Linked DNA regions of Arabidopsis thaliana: region 1 is linked to region 2. A link is a contact called in public capture Hi-C data. All regions are on one chromosome and are shown on one strand. The core of a region is the stretch at or near the end of the contact, and the rest is flanking DNA. Distances in the headings are between cores, read along the strand shown.

What was found. Capture Hi-C pulls out chosen DNA fragments and counts their contacts.
Region 1: a contact with region 2 is called in a capture Hi-C map of root, with 2.0 times the contacts expected there. The contact joins the promoter of CSD2 here to the promoter of AT2G08215 in region 2. A contact is called at or near these places in 2 of 26 Hi-C or Micro-C datasets (rosette leaf and vegetative nucleus) and 1 of 3 other capture datasets (root).

What each region holds. Positions count from the first base shown.
Region 1 is chr2:12,011,253-12,017,289 of TAIR10.1, reverse strand. It overlaps CSD2 (copper/zinc superoxide dismutase 2), which reads right to left and starts at 2,878. Exons shown (of 8, transcript NM_128379.4): 1 at 2,478-2,878; 2 at 1,996-2,057; 3 at 1,869-1,908; 4 at 1,681-1,776; 5 at 1,555-1,586; 6 at 1,383-1,458; 7 at 1,173-1,226; 8 at 721-1,012. The coding sequence starts at 2,742. The coding sequence ends at 987. ATCHX8 (cation/hydrogen exchanger family protein) reads left to right here and starts at 3,551. Exons shown (of 4, transcript NM_128378.4): 1 at 3,551-3,847; 2 at 3,933-4,949; 3 at 5,059-5,724; 4 at 5,826-6,037. The coding sequence starts at 3,551.
Region 2 is chr2:11,939,699-11,945,355 of TAIR10.1, reverse strand. AT2G08215 (a long non-coding RNA gene) reads right to left here and starts at 4,060. Exons shown (of 1, transcript NR_140299.1): 1 at 3,823-4,060. It overlaps MIR172a (a microRNA gene), which reads left to right and starts at 2,341; the gene lies at 2,341-2,442. It also overlaps the pseudogene AT2G28053.

The DNA.
Region 1 (6,037 bases), core at 1,629-4,128, 73 kb before region 2:
TAAGCTGATCCTCTTTTTACTACAAGCATCTTTATAATTATTTAAAAATTATCATTTTAACCATGTTTATATTCTTTAACCAAATTTGTTTTTCGAAAATATGTTTATATTCATGTATGTGTATATAATAAAAATGAAAATTTACATAAATCAAAAAGTGAGTGACGGCGCCTTTTCCATTCCGGAAAAAAATGTTAAAATGTTGAGTAAGCAAGAGGGTTAATGATTCGTCTCTGATATTGAACAAAATCCAATTAACTCAAAGTCATGTTTTTTCCATAATTTTTGGGTGGTGAATACCAAACACTTACGAATCATTTGCTCACATGACATTGACATAGTTACACATATTAATTTGTTATAAAAATCTTTTACTACATAATCACAATATCTCAAATTTTGTGATGGAATCACAATTAGAGATCACCATTTATCTCAAGCTCCAATATTACAATTGCTTTGCTTCCCTAAAATTGTAGAATTTAAAATTTATGACAAAAATGCATAAACCCACGACTTTGCAATTATACTTACTCACATGTTCTAAGTTCTAACAACTATTACCATTTTAAAAACTTTCTATCGCAATGTTACAATACACCTATTCTTTTCTGTCACTTTGTTCACGTGTTTAGTTTTCAGTTTGTTACAATAACACAAGTTGGTAAGGATATGCTTATCATCAATATCTTTAAACCTGTGTTAAAGTCGCTTTCCCTAAAAACGAAATCAAACGCATGATTCATCACAATCTTGAACTGAATAAAAAGGATGCTAAATAAACCAAAATGTACTTAAACGATCAAACACAAAGTTGTATCAAAAGTAAACACATCACTGTCACAAATTCAAAAAGAGAAAAATTGATGCAATGAACATAAACATCAAAGTTTATTAAGCCAAACATTATTTGCTAAGATTCTTACATCTGTTCAAACAGACAAGATCAACACAGTAGACATAAGAGTACTTGCTTAGCCTCTGACTTAGAGCGGCGTCAAGCCAATCACACCTGCGAAAGAACCAACATAACTCGTGAGGATACCGAAACAGATGGTCCGAATTTGCGATTAAACGTTATAATCAAGTGTGTTTTCTTCGAATGAAACCACAATTTTTGGCGTTTGAAACAATCGCAGCCTAAGTCATAGTGATAGAAAGTTTAAACATACCACATGCCAATCTCCCGCCTGCGTTTCCAGTGGTCAGACTAAGCTCATGGCCACCTATATTTGTCAAATCAAAGAGAGTAATATCATATCATAACTTGGCTTAAGAGACATTTATAAGCTAGGAAAGAGCCATCCTTTTTATTAACAATTCATTAGTGCAACCGTGCCAATTGATGTATCGAGACTTGGAAGTAAAGTATAATGGTTTACCCTTTCCGAGGTCATCCTTAAGCTCGTGAACCACAAAGGCTCTTCCAACAACAGAATTAGGACCAGTCAGAGGAATCTACACAATCAAGTTCACAGTAAACAAAAGCTTCTTATAAGAGAAAATATGAGAAGCAATATACTTCTTATAGGAAAAACATGCGATAGCACCAACCTGATTGTCCACTATTGTTGTTTCTGCCACGCCTGTTGTTACAAAAACAGTACTTAGTTCAAACAGGTTTTTGATTATCGAAGACAGCCAAATTGTATGGGAACTTGAATGGAGGATGTAAAATACCATCGGCATTGGCATTTATGTTTCCCAGGTCACCCGCATGACGGCACTCATCTTCTGGAGCTCCGTGTGTCATGTTGTTAGGGTTGAAATGTGGTCCTACAAGAATATAAGACAAGATATCGTCTTAGAATTTGGCAAATCATGACATCAGTATCAAAAGAATCTGCCACAGGGGTTTTGCTATTAACCTGTTGAGATACATCCATTAGTTGTATCACCAAACTCATGCTGCAAAATCAAACAGAGGACATAATTACACCATTATAGCTATAAGAAGAACAGATGATTCATTCTTCCGAGGAGGAACAAGCTTACGAGATGAAATCCATGAGGCCCTGGAGTGAGACCAGTGATACGAACATTCACAGTTGTAGGACCTGCTTGCCATAAACACAACCATATTCACTTAGAACAATCTACATAGTCAAAAATTAGCAAGAAACCATATAGGGTTACTTTGTAAACTTTCACAGAACCATTGAATCAGCAAGAATATGCAAAACACTCTTAAAGCTAATCCCTTTCTTTATCAGCTTATCTTAAGTTATTCATAGCAGTGAGAACCAAACACTAACAAATGTAACTCAACAGATTAAACAGAAAAAGTCTGAAACTTTGAAGAAACCGAAAATCAGATATGAAGCAGATTAAACAGAAAAAGTCTGAGACTTTGAAGATATTGAAAGTCAGATACGAAGCAGATTGAACACTGAGAGTGACCTAATCATGCCCATCAAATCAATCTTCAGAAACCCAGATGAGAAATTAGAGATTTTGAGCAATTGAGAGAGACGGACCTGAGTCATCTTGGGTCAAAGTAACAACTCCTTCGACATCAGAAGTACCTTTAAGCACTGCAACAGCCTTCTTCGCCGCGGAAACAACTGTCAACGCTTTCGACGGAGCTTTAACGGCGAAGGAAACAGATTGGAGACGGTGGAGATTGTTGTTGTTGAGAGAGACGCCGCGGAAAGAGGAACGGAGAGTTGAAGGATTGGAGGAAGGAGGAATGAGAAGACGAGAAGGAGATGAGAATGCGAGGATTGTGTTGGTGGCAGCCATGGCTGCTGCTATGTTTGACGTTTGGAGGAAATGAGTAGGCACAAATACTTGTGTGAGATTGAAAGATGAGGTTTTTATTGGTGTCACTGGTTTCTCAAATTCGGCCCACACATACACAATTTTTTTTTTTTTTTTTGAGTGCTTCTTTACCATTTTTCCAACTTTAGGACTTAAAATTTGATTAATTTCTACACTTTATTAGACTTTTTTTCTTCACTTTATTGCTACTTTTGATTGGCAAATTAGTTCTTAAAAAAATATAAGTATATGTTATTATCTTATGCGAAAATGTTAAACTTGCCAATATATTTTGACCAATTTAGTGACAAACTTGGCATGAAACTATCTAGAAATAGTTTCCTATCTTATGTGTGACCAAAGCTGTTTTCATTCATAGAAAGACAGTCATCTTATTTAAAGAAATTCCTTTTTTTCTGGTAGATTCTTAGTTGACTTCTTTCTGTGGTTTATAACTTATAAGAAGCTGAAGACATATACTATTTATAGTGGAGAAACAACTCAAAAAGGGTCTAAAACTACATATGTCTATAGATGTCCAAAGTGTGTTTTTTAAAAACAGCATAACCTATAAACAGCATATACATCTGTGTGTCATTTGTTTACAAATTGTTTCTTTGTTATCAAAAGGAACACAACATTTATTTTGTTATCGTCTTCCCCATTTTGACAAGAACTCACTTAAGATTTTGAAGTCATGGAAATGGGGAACGGGACAGGACCCGGGATGTCGGGGGCTTTTAGTGGAGGCGGCAACGAGATTTTGGGAATGGGAGGTGGCGGCGGCATAATGGGAGGCGGTGATATTTCACATATGAGTCCTGAAGTAAAATGGATATTTGAGATGGCTTGGTATGGTGAAACTGTAAGATATGATGGGTTAATTTGTGAGGAGCATCCCCCTAAGCTCTCTTCAGATGGTATTTGGGAGAAACTTATTATTAAATCGGCAGGTCTATATTTTTGGCAATATCGTCTTCCGAAGCTCGAGATTGTCATCTTGCTCGTCTTCTTTCTTTGGCAAGGCTTTAATATCTTGTTTAAGAAATTGGGTCTTTCTATTCCCAAGTTATCCTCTATGATGCTTGTGAGCTCTTCTTCTTCTTGTTTGTCTTTTTTTTTTCTTCAAAACTTGTGTGTTTGCTGCTGAGAAAATCGATGTTGCATTGCAGGCAGGGCTACTCTTGAATGTTCTAGTTACTTTATCGGGAGAGAACTCGATCATTGCGGATATCTTGGTCACGAAAAACAGAATCGACGTAGCAGGATGCCTTGGATCATTTGGATTCTTGATTTTCTGGTTCCTCAAAGGTGTAAGAATGGACGTCAAGAGAATCTTCAAGGCTGAAGCAAAAGCAAGAGTCACTGGAGTTGCAGCGGTTACTTTCCCTATAGTTGTTGGCTTCTTGCTTTTCAATCTCAAATCAGCTAAGAATCGACCTCTCACTTTCCAAGAGTATGATGTAATGCTACTAATGGAAAGCATCACGTCCTTCTCGGGGATCGCAAGACTCTTGCGTGACCTTGGCATGAACCATTCATCTATTGGCCGGGTTGCTTTATCCTCAGCCTTAGTCTCTGATATAGTTGGACTCCTGCTCTTGATTGCGAACGTTTCTAGAAGTTCAGCAACTTTAGCTGATGGTTTGGCTATACTTACAGAGATAACCTTATTCCTCGTCATTGCATTTGCGGTTGTGAGGCCGATAATGTTCAAAATAATAAAGCGGAAAGGAGAAGGAAGACCAATCGAAGACAAATACATCCACGGGGTTCTCGTCTTGGTTTGCTTATCTTGTATGTATTGGGAAGATCTTAGCCAGTTTCCTCCACTTGGAGCCTTCTTTCTTGGTCTCGCCATTCCCAATGGACCTCCTATTGGATCTGCATTGGTCGAACGATTAGAAAGCTTCAATTTTGGTATCATATTACCTCTTTTCTTAACAGCCGTTATGCTCAGGACTGATACCACTGCTTGGAAAGGCGCTTTGACATTCTTTAGTGGCGATGATAAGAAATTTGCGGTTGCGTCTCTCGTCTTGCTCATTTTCTTGTTGAAGCTCTCTGTCTCAGTCATTGTTCCTTACCTCTATAAAATGCCGTTGAGAGACTCTATTATCCTTGCCCTAATAATGTCTCATAAGGGTATTATCGAACTCAGCTTCTACCTTTTCTCTCTAAGCCTCAAGGTTAGTTTTCTCATATTTTGATTCTTGATCATGATTATGATTTCTTGCCAAAAACAAAAAGTTGAAAAGATTCATTGTTTTGATTCTTTTGATTGATGATTTGGTACAGTTGGTAACCAAAGATACATTCTCAATTCTAGTCTTGTCCATTGTCCTCAACTCTCTGCTCATACCAATGGCGATCGGGTTTCTCTACGACCCATCTAAACAATTCATATGCTACCAAAAGAGAAATTTAGCGAGTATGAAGAACATGGGAGAGCTAAAGACTCTTGTGTGCATCCATAGACCAGACCACATATCTTCCATGATCAACCTTCTTGAAGCTTCTTATCAATCCGAAGACAGTCCTCTCACTTGCTACGTCCTTCACCTCGTCGAGTTACGAGGTCAAGACGTTCCCACTTTGATCTCACACAAAGTTCAGAAACTCGGAGTCGGGGCTGGAAATAAATATTCCGAAAATGTCATCCTCTCTTTTGAACATTTCCACCGTTCTGTCTGCAGTTCCATTTCCATAGACACATTCACTTGCATCGCAAACGCAAACCATATGCAGGATGACATTTGTTGGCTAGCTCTTGATAAAGCTGTCACGCTTATCATTCTTCCTTTTCACCGGACTTGGTCACTTGACCGAACATCCATCGTATCCGACGTTGAGGCGATCCGATTTCTGAATGTCAACGTCTTGAAACAAGCACCTTGCTCTGTCGGCATTCTTATCGAACGCCATCTCGTTAACAAGAAGCAAGAACCACATGAAAGCCTTAAGGTATACTTACAATTACATCTACTATGCTTCCATGTTGGTCGTTGTAGATGCTTTAACTATATATATAGAAAAACTAAGCACACTAAGCTATTTGATGATAGGTGTGTGTAATATTCGTGGGAGGAAAAGACGATAGGGAAGCTTTGGCCTTTGCGAAGCGAATGGCCCGTCAAGAGAACGTAACATTAACAGTTCTACGCCTCCTAGCATCAGGAAAGAGCAAAGACGCGACAGGATGGGATCAAATGCTTGACACGGTGGAACTAAGAGAGTTGATTAAAAGCAACAATGCCGGAATGGTAAAAGAAGAAAC
Region 2 (5,657 bases), core at 2,811-5,310:
TACACATTGTATGACAAACATATTATAATAACTAACCAATGAAAATGGTTTTTTTACATGACATTTGGCAGGTAATTAAAGGAGGTCCGTCTGCTAATACTTTATTAGGTTAAACAAGTATGATCTATAAACTAAATTTACTACACATGGTAGAGTAAATGTAGTCAGGATCCTTAACTAAAGATTAATTTTATTCGTTATTATAGATGCCATTGAGAATTTGAGATTATAGGTTTTGTTTCAAGTATAATATAAATCTTATTATAATGTTTAATATAAGAAGCTAATACATATATGTATATTTGGGAATGTGGTTTTCGAACTTTGCTTGATGACAATAATTTTCTATTCGTGATGCACCAATCGTTTCATTTTGTAGACAGACATTTTTCATTGACCACTTTTAACACGTGAACTCTTCTCTTTCATTTCTTTAGTTCAATTCGAAATAAAACTGTTTGGACCATTTTCTTGTGTGCGTAAAATCTTTGTCTTGTAGATCTTTTGGTTTAAAGATCAGTTTGTGTGCATGTTTTGGCGGTATCATCGGTTTTGCTAACCTGTAGTACTTAGAGAAATTATTGTTTCTACTTTCTACTATGTACTCCATAGATTGAATTAATATCTTTTGCTACAGCTTTTCTTAGTACAAAAACAGGTTTAAGGTTCACTGTGTCCCGGGTTCAAATTTCTTTGAGAGATGATTAATTACGTCCTGTCGTAGTATTCATATGTGTACACATAGTATTTATGCCGTCTTGGATCTCAATATGTGTCAACAATCAATTTTTTGTATATATTAAAAACAACATTCAGATAATTCCTTGAATCTATATATTTTACTATCCCATCTATTTTTGGATATATATATATATATATACATATATATATATATATATATATATATATATCTAATTGCAATGCATCGACGACACCGGAGTAATGCAAGGTTCAACTTGTTTTGCAAAGACCATGCTAACACAACAACATTCCGGAATCACAGAAAAATCCGAGTAATTTTAAAGTGAATTTAATTGACTTACCAAAATACAGTCCATGAAATCAATACTGTGCCATTATTGCTTACCAAAAATACCATAACTTTGTTTCTAGTGAGAATTGAACTCAGGGCAGAAAAGTACATATTCTTTTCCCAAGACAATTTGGCAATGTTTTTCTTCTTAACCTAAATAGATTCAATTCAACTAAACGAATTACTAAATTATTACTCTTTGTTTTGCCACTCTCTTTTTAATTCGTCTTACCGTTTATCTTTAAGTTTCTCTACGTTTTTAAGTTGTAATCACTAAATTATTTTCACTACACTGTTAAAGGCTTAAAGCTTACCACCAAATGTTATTTAATTTCACTGAACTGTTAAAACTTTAGCTACTTCAAATTGCTATTCTTTTTGTTCTTTTTTTTTATAAGGGGCATAGATCCAATAATAGTTGCGCAAATAAGAAGAAGTTTACACATGTGAAGTGGGAAAGTGAGATATTCCTTCACGAGGTGGACTCCAAGATGGCAGCTCCTAACTCCATTTGTCCCAACTCTCTTTACCATAACTCAACTTCTGCCAATCAAACTCTCTTCATAAAATATTTATGCATATATTAACATTTAGTAACAAAAATTCAACATATGTATATATGATACCAAATAAATCAACATATATATTATTACACAGTCACATCTCTTACTGTGCATATATATTTAGACAAACACATCTCTCTCTCTCTCTCTCTCTCATCTGTGTTCTAGATCTCACCAGGTCTTTCTCTGGTTAATATATGGCTTCCAAGATCTGGTAATATGTTATAAATACGTCATACTTAAGCTTTTTTCAAATCAAAAATAGAAATTTGTGGGTTTGTCTCGTTTTACTATTTTAGCAGTATATATTAAGAAGTTCAGATGTTATTCGATCATCTGTTTTTGCTTCCCCTCTGCCATCTTTATCTTTTAGGGTTTCAATTCTTTTTCACTTTTTTCTTCTGGTTTGGAGATGGTTAGGTTCCAACTAAGTATACGAGATTAAATTTGACATCTTAGTTACTTCAAAATTCCTTCAATCAAAACAAGTCATCTCGACTATTCCGCCATGTTTGTATATACATATTTATATATTATATATATGAAGGTACGAGTTTCTAGTGTCTATAAATTAAGAAGGTTAAGTACCATATAGATGATATTTGTTAAGTAGTAAGTCACTCAAAGTTTGAGTTTGGGTTTGAGTTTGAGTTTGAGTTTGAGTTTGAGAGACAAAAGATTACTACAAGAAGATTGTTAAACAAAAATGGAAGACTAATTTCCGGAGCCACGGTCGTTGTTGGCTGCTGTGGCATCATCAAGATTCACATCTGTTGATGGACGGTGGTGATTCACTCTCCACAAAGTTCTCTATGAAAATGAGAATCTTGATGATGCTGCATCGGCAATCAACGACTATTCTTTCCCTCTCTCTCTCTCTCCCTCTGTATAGATTATTTGGATTCCATCCAGATCTTCTTCAGGTAGGTTTGTTTCTACTTGAAGTTTTTTTTTTTCACCTTTATGTTAACATATCCTCCCGTTTATTTTTATTTGTTATACATAAAGATCTGACAAAGAACTTTTGTGGGTATCTTGTTTCATGTGATAACATTGAGCATTTGATCTCAGGTTTTTGGCAGTCTTTATCAAGACATTAATAGATCCACAAGCTTCTATTTCAATAAGTGAACAAGAGTCACAACATCAAGATCAGTAAGGTAAGAGAGATCTACTTAAGGTAACTAATATATATGCCTTATTTCTTATGTTGCCAATCCCACCTTGCATTTCCAAAACAACACAATATAGTTTTGTTTTGTTAGAAACAAAAAAGGATATTATATATGGAAGTTGAGATAATATATATAACAGGTCTATATGGAACTATTGTTGTCTAGCAAAGAAAAGGTTTTCAAGACACACTGTCAGTTCTTTGTTTTGTTGGTTCATGTTGGCTATTACATTCAAATTGAGAATCAATCAAGAACTTGTTGGGTGGACCTTACACACATTGTAGGCTAGGCATATTCAGTCCAACCTATTTGTGTCCCCTCTATTTACATATTTAGATTTCGTCCTTATAACTGATATTGAAACAATGAAGAATATATACTCTCTTTTTCTCTTTATTCTGTTATAAGGGAACAATAAATCTATAGCATCATATATACTCAGACTGTGAACAAAACCTATTCACAGTTATGAGTTTCATGTTTTGTTTATGAGCACAACCTCCCAAACTTGTTTCCAAAACAAATTCTATAAATATTAGTATTATTTTTGGTTATTATGTCTTGTAGTACATCTTGTTATATGTGTGTTTAGTAATGTTTTCTATGTTATGGAGATGTGTGTGTCTAAATTACTTTCCATTAGTCATTGTAGAAATAAATCTTTTTTTTTTTATCATAGCTTCCACTATGAATCGAATGGTTTTGAGCAATGCCTTGGATGACCTAGACTTCGTCCATAAGTGGAAGCCAAATCATTCTATCAGTACCAATATAGCAAGTTGGCAGCTATTTTCACATCATGATGATATCTTTGATATGTCCGTCAATCACGTATATTTTTGGATATATTTTTCAGTATTGCCAAATGAAATTGTTGTTTTACGAAAATAAGTACCTCAATTAATATAATATGTCTTCACTCCAACTTGCAGCTATATTGCTAATCACATAAGTAGTACCACTATTCATCTTTGTTATCTCTTATCTCTAAACATTCTATTAATTATCGCTTATTGTTCTCTCTTTTGGCTAATATATTTACCAATTTGGGTCCCTAAATGGACTCGATATGTTTTAATCGGAAGAATTTTATGTGTAAATATTTTGTGTTATGATTATCTTCGTATTTATCGAAATAGCTAGTTTGCTGTTTCATCGCTTTTATATATAAATGCAAAACAAAACATAAATACATTAGAATCTTTGCGTATAATGGATCTGACAAAATGAGATGGTAATATTAGCTCGAGGGGATGAATATATGTGTGTGGTCCATTAGCATTGAAATCAAACGCAACGCTGAGTATGTGAGGACCATTTCTTTATAGTCGTATCTATTATTCCCAATTTTCTCAAACTTCAAGCTTTTAATGTGTTTGTCTTACTAATTTGGCTCAGTTTACTATTTATAGCTTTAGACGATATCTTCTTTCAAGTATTTTGTATGCCGAGCAATTTTTGAAAGTGATATATTTACAAATTGTTTTTACCGAATTCAACAAGTTTGCTCTACCAATATAGCAATTCAATGTCACATTTTTACCCTTATCAAAAGAATTGACGAGACAGTTTACCTTTGATATAGAAAAACAAATATTTCTCTGACTACAAACTTTTTTTTATTGTCTTTCTCACTCAGAATTTTCTAATTATTATGTGATTGTTTCTCTTTCTATTTATAGCTCCCACAATATTTTTTAATATACATTTGGATTATGTTGAAATGATTAAAGTAATATATATGACACAAAGTAATATATATTCTTAATACGTACTGACGTACACATCACATACATGTGGATAATAGATAAGATAGGTCGACCCAAATTCAGAAGTAGAGTTATGAAAACGTTAACGAAAAATAAGAGGAAATTATTATCCACTTTTAACATTTATTCACGCATATGCCTTATCAATATTTCAGTAGCACCAACTAGCGGAATCCAATGAGTGGGCATTACAAAATGTATATATATATGATTTCAAAATGTCATTTTTTCTTTTTAACAATAAAGTATGATTTCTCGGTTGAAACATTGTAAAATTATATTTCTTTTGTTAAAACATTGTAAAATGGATGCATATTCAATAACTATTACATAAGATTAAATTGATATATACGCTTCTTCGTTTAAACTGAAACATAACATGACAGTCAGTTTTATCAAAACAATAAACAAAACATGACAGTAATGTGTATTATGTTTATGAACTAACAATAAGAAAATGTGTGTAATATAGTATATTAAGTAACATGTGTGTAAAATATATATATATATATATATATATATATATATATATATGTCTTATATATATATATGTGATACATAACATAATGTTAACATAACCAAAAATGTTTCAGCAAGCTATTGGTTACAAGATGAGAAGAAACATAATGGGAACTGAAATTGATGCTTTAGAAGACAATCATACATGGAATCTTGAAACTTTGCCCCGAAAGAAAAAAAGGCAATTGTGTGCAAATGAATATATTATAGTAAAATACTGATCTCATGGAACCATAGAGTGAGATATACAAACCCAGACTCGTGGCACTCAGAAACCGACAGACTGAATGTGTTGATTATGGAGATACATTTGTTCTAGTAGCTAAAATGGGAATTATTCTTTATAGCGAGAAGTGATTGGTCAGTAGATCAGATGTATGTCGAACAATGTCTTTGTACATGGAGATCTCTTCCAAGAGGTCCATATGAGATTGCCTATAATAAGCCATTTTTTCTTAAGCTATAATAAGCCTATAACTTAGATAATAAATAAAATGTTCGGAGACATGAAGGTGATAAACAAATCATGCCGTTCTCATATTAGAAAACCGAACATCTTGCCACTTTTGTAGCGGCCGGTTCAAATTTCCAGTTCTGA